2 separate regions of the Ovis aries genome follow, and region 1 is linked to region 2. A link is a contact called in public Hi-C data. All regions are on one chromosome and are shown on one strand. Each heading gives the region's core, a stretch centred on a gene start, on an enhancer-like site or on the middle of the called end of the contact. The rest is flanking DNA. Distances are from core to core; before and after follow the strand shown.

The links. Hi-C and Micro-C count contacts between places; a contact is called where the count stands out from the background.
Region 1: a contact with region 2 is called in a Hi-C map of hypothalamus, with 5 times the contacts expected there. The contact joins two enhancer-like sites. A contact is called at or near these places in 14 of 16 Hi-C or Micro-C datasets (blood, hypothalamus, liver and 6 more).

What each region holds. Positions count from the first base shown.
Region 1 is chr2:234,375,317-234,379,915 of ARS-UI_Ramb_v3.0, forward strand. ZNF362 (zinc finger protein 362) reads right to left here. Exons shown (of 8, transcript XM_060411368.1): 8 at 706-2,529. The coding sequence ends at 2,413. Among named protein-coding and RNA genes, the nearest start is that of A3GALT2, 17 kb to the left of the region's middle. Within about 2 kb of position 2,870, at least 14 of the 54 cell types and tissues checked have an H3K27ac peak or open chromatin away from gene starts, as enhancers often do. A contact at or near this core is called in hypothalamus, where this site is marked.
Region 2 is chr2:234,315,547-234,319,827 of ARS-UI_Ramb_v3.0, forward strand. It overlaps PHC2 (polyhomeotic homolog 2), which reads left to right. Exons shown (of 14, transcript XM_060411367.1): 6 at 2,838-3,150. Among named protein-coding and RNA genes, the nearest start is that of A3GALT2, 43 kb to the right of the region's middle. Within about 2 kb of position 2,310, at least 12 of the 54 cell types and tissues checked have an H3K27ac peak or open chromatin away from gene starts, as enhancers often do. A contact at or near this core is called in hypothalamus, where this site is marked.

The DNA of each region.
Region 1 (4,599 bases), core at 1,620-4,119, 60 kb after region 2:
TTGTCCTCCTGCTTGTCTCCGGCACAACACAGCCCACCCCACCCCATCCCACCCCTGCCTACATAGGGTTTTCCCACCAGCTCCTAACTTGTCCCTAACTCACCAAATGGAGATTTCTGGCTGGAGAGTCAGCCAGTGGCGTTCTGGTCAACGTTTAGCAACTGACTCTTGGAGGAAAATGAAAGGACAGCCCAAATGAGGATTTACTGGCTTACGTAACAAGTCAGTGCTGGGACTGAGCCAGGTTCAGGACTCCCTGATGTGTCTCCAGCTTTCCTCTTGGCTTTGCTCAGAGTCAGCTTCATCCTGGGACTCCTGCAGCAGCAGCATCAGCAGCTTGTTTCACAGCCTCCAGCTATCGTAGTGACTGAGGGGACCAAGAAGGCCCCTTCACACACAGCTTCCCCATGGCGAGGTCGGGTCGGGGTGGGGGGTGTCAATGTTTTGATTGCCTGGGAGGGAAATGCAGGAATTCCCCCAGAGCTTAGCAAGCTGGCCCTGGGAGACAGAAAGTGACTCAACCTTGAGTCACCATCGAGGACTGCACTCCTTGGAGCCCTCGTGGTTCTTGGCTGCAAGTGACGGACACGAGAAAGGCCATTTCCCTTCCTTCCCAGTTCTGGAGGGGGGGTCGGGGGAGGGGAGAGGAGCGTGGAAAGGTGCCCCCCGGCCCCGCCCTCGCACAGAGCACACACACCGCTGCCACCCGGCTGCAGGTACAGTTTATTCTTCACAACAGAGAAATACAAAGAGCAGAGGGTTTGGGATTCCTTTGTTTCTTGCCCCCTTTAGGGTCTTCCCCCACATTTGACCTTTTTCTCCTCCCCACCCCGTTTCTTAAACAGAACGCAAACTTTGTTCCTGAAGCGCACTGGGGGGGAGCACCTGCCCTCACCTCCCTGCCACCACGATGCAGACTGAGAAGCCAGCAGACTGTTTTCTCTTTTTTAATAAGGTAACTAGTTCTAAATACGGTGGCCTGGAGGTCCCATAGAAAAAAGCGAAGGGTGTTAACAGTATGTATAACAGCGTATTTACAGGGTAGTAACATGCGGACGAAAAGCTACAATACTGAGTATCAGACGCAAGTCAAACAAAGGGGTGGGGGGCGGGGCGGAGAACCCCGTGGGAAAAGAAACCCCGGGAGACGTTAAACTGGTAAATCAATGGCGAGTTAAGGCTTAAAAAGTGTATAAAAATAACACAGTTAATATTCAAAACGGAACTCCAGATACAGAATATATAGATGAGTTTCTGTCTAGTTTTCTTTTTTTTTTCCCCAGGGGATGTAGAGGGGGCTTCTCCGGGCTCTGTACATAGTTCCTATATACACGGACACGCATGGCTTTCAGATTGGGGTGTGTCTGTGGGGGCTGAGGGCAGGGTCTGCTCCTGGGACCCTCCTCCCCGAGGATCCCTTCCCTGCCGAGCGGCCTAGGGCCTGGGCTGGGGATCCCCCTCCATGGCAGGGAAGACAAGTAACCCCTCCTTGGGCACTGCCCCAACCGGAGGAAATTCTGCAGAGCGGAGGGGGTCCTTGCCCCAGGCCCACTCCCTCCCCCGCTGCCCACAGTCTGGGATGGTGGGAGAGGTAGCCGATAGGTTTCCTGGCCAGCACTGAGGTAGACTGGGGTGGTCTTCAGGGCAGTGGGGGCACCGGTCTTACCCAGCCCGCCCCCACCCCATTTCCCTGGGCCTGCGCCCAGCCCAGCCAACCCTGCACCCTTTGGTCCTGCGGACCTCCCGGCCCCTCTCCATCTGTCTCCTGAAGCCCGGGCAGCCCTGGGAGCTGCCACGTCCCTCTGCTCAGTGATGCCCAGGGCGCAGCTCTGGAGGCTCGAGCTGGCAGCCGGCGGGGGGAAGTGGCTCACTCCAGCTGCCTCCTGCCCCTCCCACCGGGGAGCCCCACTGCGGTCCAGACTCTCAGGCCTGTGCCTTCCCCTCAAGACCCGAGGCCGTGGCAAGAGAAGGTCCCACGCTGCCCTCTGGGTCTCTGTGTCCATCTGTCCGGTTCTTTCCATTTCTCGGTCTTAGCAGCACCAACTTCTTGGCCAATAAATATCTTTTTTTTTTTTTTTTTTGTTATTTTCCAAAACAAACTTAAAACAAAACAAAACAAAAAAACAGTGAAGCAAGTGAAGGATGGGGGAAGAAAAGGAAAACCCAGCGGAGAGGTTCAAAGTGCTCTGAGATCGTCTTTGGATGCCACCAAAACAGTCCAGAATCTTGCAGTTGGCCTGGCCACCCCCGGAGCTGGACCGGGCAGGGCTTCTGCGGCCCAGGCTTTCTGGAAGGTCAGGAAGGTCATGAGAGAGCTCGGCTGTTCCTGGAGGGCCCCTGGAGGGAGTCGGGCCGGTGCTGCCTGGGTCTGTGTCTGCCAGTGGGCAGGGTGGGGCGGCGCCTCGGGTCGGCTCAGATGAGGGAAATTCGCACCGGGATGCTGGGGGACTCCGTCCTCTGGGGCGAGTGATGGCTCACCAGGTGCTCCACCACCGTGTGTTTGGACATGTGCTTCATCAGGTAGGTCTCCTGCGGGCAGGGGGTAAGATTCAGAATTTAAAAAGAGCTGCTGGCAAGGGCCCAGGGGGAACTGCAGTTCCTATAAGCGGCCGCTGGAGGGCTCCTGGGTAGATGAGCCGGCTAGAGGTGGACAGCCACAGCTTTGCGGGTGCCAGAAGGGCACTGGTATTGGTTGCAGGGTACTGCATTTCTGCCAGTGGTGGAGGCTGGCTCATTTACCAGAGTCGGAGCCCACTGTGTGCTGACTAGAGAGCAGGCAGGCATCAGGCCCGTCCCTCAGCAGTGACCACCTGGAACTCTAGGACAAGGCCATTAACCAATTGGCTGCAGTGGAGTCCTGTCCAGTGGAGCAGATCTGCCCCCATCTGGCCGGTGCTCCCAGTGAGGGTGGAGCAGCAGGCCTCCGGTGACCCTGGCTCTGCCATTTCTCAGCAGTGGAACGTTGGACCAGTCATCTCACCCCTCCAAGCCTCAGTTTCCTCCTCTGCAGGCAGGGATGGGGAAGGAAGGACTTCACAGGGTAGCTATGGTGATGAGGGTAACGCTCTTAGCAAGCAGTAGGGCTGAAGGGACCACTGCTTCCCTAGTCTCTACATTTCATTCTAGGTGGTGATGGGAGCCCCAGCAGAAGCATCCCCCAGCTCTCCCCTCCCTTGGGAAGAACTGGGGCCTGATCTGACTGGTGACTTTAGAAGCATAAACTGGGCAGGCTCGGTTCATCCTTTGAGCACTGCCCCAGCCTCGGCTGAGTCTGACCTGAGGCACCCAAGACTGGGTGGGTGAGGTGACCCAAGGCTCACCTGCAGACCCACAGGCCCTCACACTAACCTGCCAAGTGGTGCTCTGGTTTCCATCTGCCACGTCTTGAATTCCTACCTCAGTGTGCTCAACATCGGGCAGAGGAAGCCCTCAAATGTGGTGACAAAGTGCTATCAAACACCCCCAAAGGGAAGCAATCAGCAAAATCCAAACGAGGAGACTATTCTTCAGTGAGTAAGTTGCAAAGAAAAGGCAGTTGCAAAGAAAGTTGCAAAGAAAAGGGATCGGGGTGGGGGCAAGGAAGAGCAGTTTAAAAGCTACACTGACCCAGTACAATGTAAGAATTTTATTTGGATCTTGATTAAAAAATAAAATTTATAAATAAATAAAAATATAAATTATGCCATCCATGAGACAAATGAAAATGTGAATACCAGCTGGGTATTTGATGATATTAAGGACTATGGTGAATCATTTTAAGGTTTTATAAAGGTATTGTGGATAAGTTAAAAAAAAAAAGTATGTTTAAAGACACAAAGTGAAAATTTTCAGATGGAACAATATGATGTCAGTTTTATTTCAAAAAACAAGGATATGGTTGAGGAAGGACTGGTTGATGCCAGGTCCTGGGGTCTGATGGCAGTATGCATGCATGCTCCATCGTGTCTGACTCTGCGACCCCACAGACTGTAGCCCGCCAGGTTCCTCTGTCTATGGGATTTCCCAGGCAAGAATACTGGAGTGGATTGCCATTTCCTCCTCCAGAGGATCTGCCCCACTCAGGGATCGAACCCGGATCTCCTGTATCTCCTGCATTGGCAGGACTCTTTACCACTGAACCACCTGGGAAGCCCCAGCGGAAACGTGAGGGCTCACTATTCGCAAATGTTTCTTTTATGTATTAGAGTAGCTTAAAAGTCAATCCACTAAAATGTTTTTTCACAAAAGGTAATTGTTCTGAGGAGTCCCGTCAGGCCCAGTTCAGGGTGAGGCCTTAGGCCAGGTGAGATCTGACAGCCCCTTTCTCCCAGAGTTCAGATCCCCTCTAAGAACCATGGCTCTGAAGGCTGGTGACCCCTCCTTTAAGGTGCGATCCATGCGCCCCCCTCCAACCAAAGTGAACTTTCAAAATAACCCTCCTAGACAGCCTTCTCCCCATGGGTCCCCACTCCACCTGGGAAAACATGCAAACTTCCTAACAGGGCCCCACAGCCTCGTGTGACCTAATTATTTTTCAGTTTCTGGAACACACCGCGTTGGTTCCACCTAGGGTGTTTGCATTCACTGTCCCCCTGCTTGGAAAGTTCCTCTCCTCTTCTC
Region 2 (4,281 bases), core at 1,060-3,559:
TGGGGTCTCAGTCCGCTGGGGCTGTCCTGCAGGGATTGGCCACTAGTTCAAGGCCAAGAGTGCATTCCAGCCCAGGTGGTGAAGGCGGCCGCCAGCTCCAGAAACTCTGTTGCCGCCACTGCATTCCCAGCCGGGCCTCCATTCCCATCAGGGCCACCCAGTCAAGCATCCATCAGGTGGGCTTGCTTGGGCCGAATGCACTCAGGACGGTATCAGCCCTCCACACACATACCTAGAGTCCCGCCTTGACACCTGTCCCTAAGAGGTACAGAGGCCATAAGAAGCTGAGGGGTTCCTAAAATAAGCAGACTTTCCCAGGAAAGCAGCAGGATTTGTTCACCCAAGGAAGCAGGCAGGTCTAGGTCTAGGTCTAGATTGGGCTCAGCCCACTCTGAGTCTGGTCTCCCAACCCTGCTCTGAATTGTTCTCTCTCCAGCTCCTTGACATGCCATCCTAAAGGCTGTACGGCCCCAGCCCTCGTTTAGTTTTTGTGGCCAGAGCTTGACACTGGGAGCTTTTCTAGTTCTGCTCCAGTTCTTGACTCTGAACTCACTGAGGTGCAGCTCCTTTCCTGGGGAATAGCCTCAGACACCCATGGGGACCAGACTTCCACTTCTCCAGGGAGCTAGACAGCCCATGTGACACCACCCACACCTGCTCTGTCTTCAGTTTACCCCACCCCTTCTCTGGCTCAATTGCACCCGCTGGAGCCCTAGAGCCTGGCCACCTCCCTCCCCAAAGTGGGGTGCCCTCGCTCAGAGGAGCAGATGTGCCGTCATATACATGTCCAGAGCTGGACTCGCAAGGGTGGGAGTGTCGCACAGAGACCCTCAGTCCCTACGCGCCGTGCAAGGAGATATAGACACGAGTACAGCTTGGTTTCTCTTGGTTCCTTTAGCACTGTTGTCTCTGCTCATGCATGTACACACACACACACACACACACACACACACACACACACACACACACACACACACACACACACAGCCTAATCTAAATTTGACTAAAAAGTGGCCAAAAGAATCTAATCTGATCCTTTCTGGCAGAAAGTCCTGTTCTGACCCACACCTAGAGTCCAGAGCAGGTTAGATTTTTTTTTTTGATTTTTATCTTGTATTGGGGTATAGCTGATTAACAGACAATGTTGTGATGGTTTCAGGTGAACAGCGAAGGGACTCAGTCATACATACACGCGTATCCATTCTCCCCCAAACTCCCCTCCCATCCAGGCTGCCACATAACTTGCAGGTGAGATTTAGAACATGGTTCCAGGGCATCTGTCTCAGCCCAGGGGCCCTGCTCCCCAGGATGCTGCAGAGAGGGACTTGAGGGTGTCTGGCCATCATTATTGGTCCCTTCTCTGGGGTGAGCTCTTAGCAGAGGCTTCTGAAGTACACCTGACTTGGTGCAACCCCAGGACAGCACCCTAGCTCTGGCCCTTCCCTGCCTGGCCTGGATCAGGACTTGAGGGGGCTCTTGAGATTTTCAGGAGGCACCCCTGGACTCTCTCCCTCTCCCACCTCCCCCACGTCCTCCCCCCAACCCCGTCTGCTCCCTGGCTGAGCTGTCGTGTCCTGTGGCTGAGCCCACATTGGGCAGGTAAAAGGCACCTCGTTTCCTGTGATTCCAGGCCCAGCCAGGTAACCTGGTGCAGGTAGCTAGGAGCCTAGGCGGCACTGTTCCTTTGTCCCCTCAGCTCATCTTCACGCCCACGGCCACCGTCGCTACCGTGCAGCCTGAGCTCGGCACTGGCTCCCCCGCCCGGCCCCCCACCCCTGCCCAGGTGAGGATTCCATGCTTGTGGGCGGGCAGGGGGGTGGGGACCCCTGCCATGGGGGCAATGATGCTGGGTCTGGGCCTGAGCCCTGGAAGAGCTTTGAACGTCTCGGGGTGCTCCAGGAAAGCAGGTGGGAGACGGCGTCCCATTACCCCTAGACTCACTCCTTGACTCCTCGCTGAGAAGGCCTCGGCCACTCCGGACCCTGCTTCGGGCCCTGACCACAGGGCAGGAGCAAGTGTGATTGCCAGAACCGGTGGCCCTCACTACCTTATACCCTCCCCAGGATGAGCTCTGATGTCATTGCTTTTTAAGAGGAAAATTCCACTCTGATTACACATGTTAGCAGCTCTAGGAATCAGGAAAAACGGCATGGAAGAGGGAGCAAGGATGAGTCCTAGGTCCCTTCTTTCTGCTGGGAGCACACAGACACAGCTGTGGCTGTAAAGATTCTGTGGGTGGTGGGGAGGAACCAGCCCCATCTAAGGGATAGGGGTCAGACGCGAGTCTGGCACAGCCTCCGTGTGTCCAGCAGAGGGTGCCAGGGACCAAGTTGAGTCAGCCTGGCCGTGCTGATGTGTAAACCCTATCCTCAGGACAGGATAATCCTTCACCTGGGAGACCTTGCTGGTCGATTCACTTTCACTTTTGCCCTGGCCTTTCCCAGTGTGGGAAGCCCCATGCCCTGCCATGATTCTTTCTAAGTGGTACGCAGCCCATCCTGATAGATTGGGGGAGGAGGGGAGGTAACAGAAGGGAGAAGCAGCCCCAGCCTCCCTTCCCCAGTCTGCCCCAGCCAAGGCAGACATCCCTGCTCAGAATTTGGTTTCTTCTGCAGATGAATCCAATGACCAGCACACTGTCTGTCCCCTTTAGAAACTCTGCTCCTGGTTTCTCCTTCAGCCCCTTGTCTCTTGTCTCTCTCTTTCTTTCCGATCTAACAGCTCACTCTCACGTTCAGCATTCCTGGATCCGTCCCTAACTCCTTCCCTGTCTGAACTATGTGTCGGCATTGCTCATACCCACATTCTCTGGACTCCTACAGACCCCTCTTTTCCAGGTACAGAACTTGACCCTCCGATCACAGCAGACACCAGCTGCAGCAGCCTCGGGCCCTACCCCCACCCAGCCTGTCCTGAGCAGCTTGGCCCTGAAGCCCACGCCAAGTGGTAGCCAGCCTCTGCCTACCCCATCACAGGGCAGAAACACTGCTCAGGGTTCCCCTGCAGGTGCCAAGTCTGGCACAACCGACAGTGTGACAGAGCCACTCAAGAGAGGAGACAGCAACGGCAGTGTGCCCGGGAGCTTGGAGGGCCGGGCTGGGCTCAGCCGGATGGTGCCCGCCGTGGCTACCCACCCGCTCATTGCACCAGGTAAGCACTCCAGGAGGAAGGATCCTATCCCTGAAAACTCAGAAGGACGATGGGTCAGGGGGAAATTTTCACACTCTCCTATTTCCCATGGGCAAGATAAGGTGTCAGCCGTGGATCTCTCTTTCCCCTTTTCTACAGTCTTGAGATGTTCTCCAGCTCCAGAGTCTATTTCATGCTTCTCGTCCAGCTTTAAAGAAGGAAGCCATGTTAGTGGAAACAAATGGGACCTTCTTTTTCTTTTTTTTAAGAGGAGAACCTTGTTCATATAAATGGTCCATCATTTAATTTTCTTTTATTTGGCCACACCATGTGTCATGCCGGATCTTAGTTCCCCATCCAGGGATCGAACCTGTGCCCCATGTAGTGGGAGCACAGAGTTTTAACCACTGGACCACCAGGGCAATCCCAAATAAGACCTTCTTCACAATGGGTACCATGATTCTCAGGGTACCAAATCATAGCTCTTCACCTAGGCAGTGGAGGTTTGGCAGTTACACTATTTTGTAATTCTCTAAGAGTCAGCAAAAAAAAGGACAGGGGCTAGCCAGAGGCATGTAAGAACCACACAGGGAGATGAGGAAGTGAGAAGTTTATTTTCTCGTCACTCAACAGACATTTGTTGACTAATATGCATCGGTTATGTTGCCAGTTCCGGGGGTGCCGAGATAAATAAGACATGGGCCCTGCCTCCCAGGTGGGCAGGGTCTGGAGAGACAGATGAGTACAGCCTGTCATAGATGTTAGCTCTGAGCCCTGGAGGATCACAGAGGCACCATCTAGCCTGAGGGAGAGGAGCCAAGAAAGGTTTGCCAGTAAGAGTGGTACTCAAGAATAAATCTTGCAGATTAAAAAAGTAATAATCTAGCAGATTATTTATGAGGCAAATTATATGAACAGGATGAATCAGTATTCCCTAGGGCTAGATTCTCCCTGCTGCTAAAATTCTCCCAGCGCTGCCTACTGAAGGCAATCCTTGATGAGGAAATCTGCCAGCAGCCCTGGAGGCCAGACTAATCAGTCTCGGGAAGACCAGGCTCTCATAGCACAGAAATGTAGTGATGGACCATGTGACCTTGCATTACAGATAGAGTCACCCTGGTCACATCCCTGAAATAACGACTCCCACTCTGT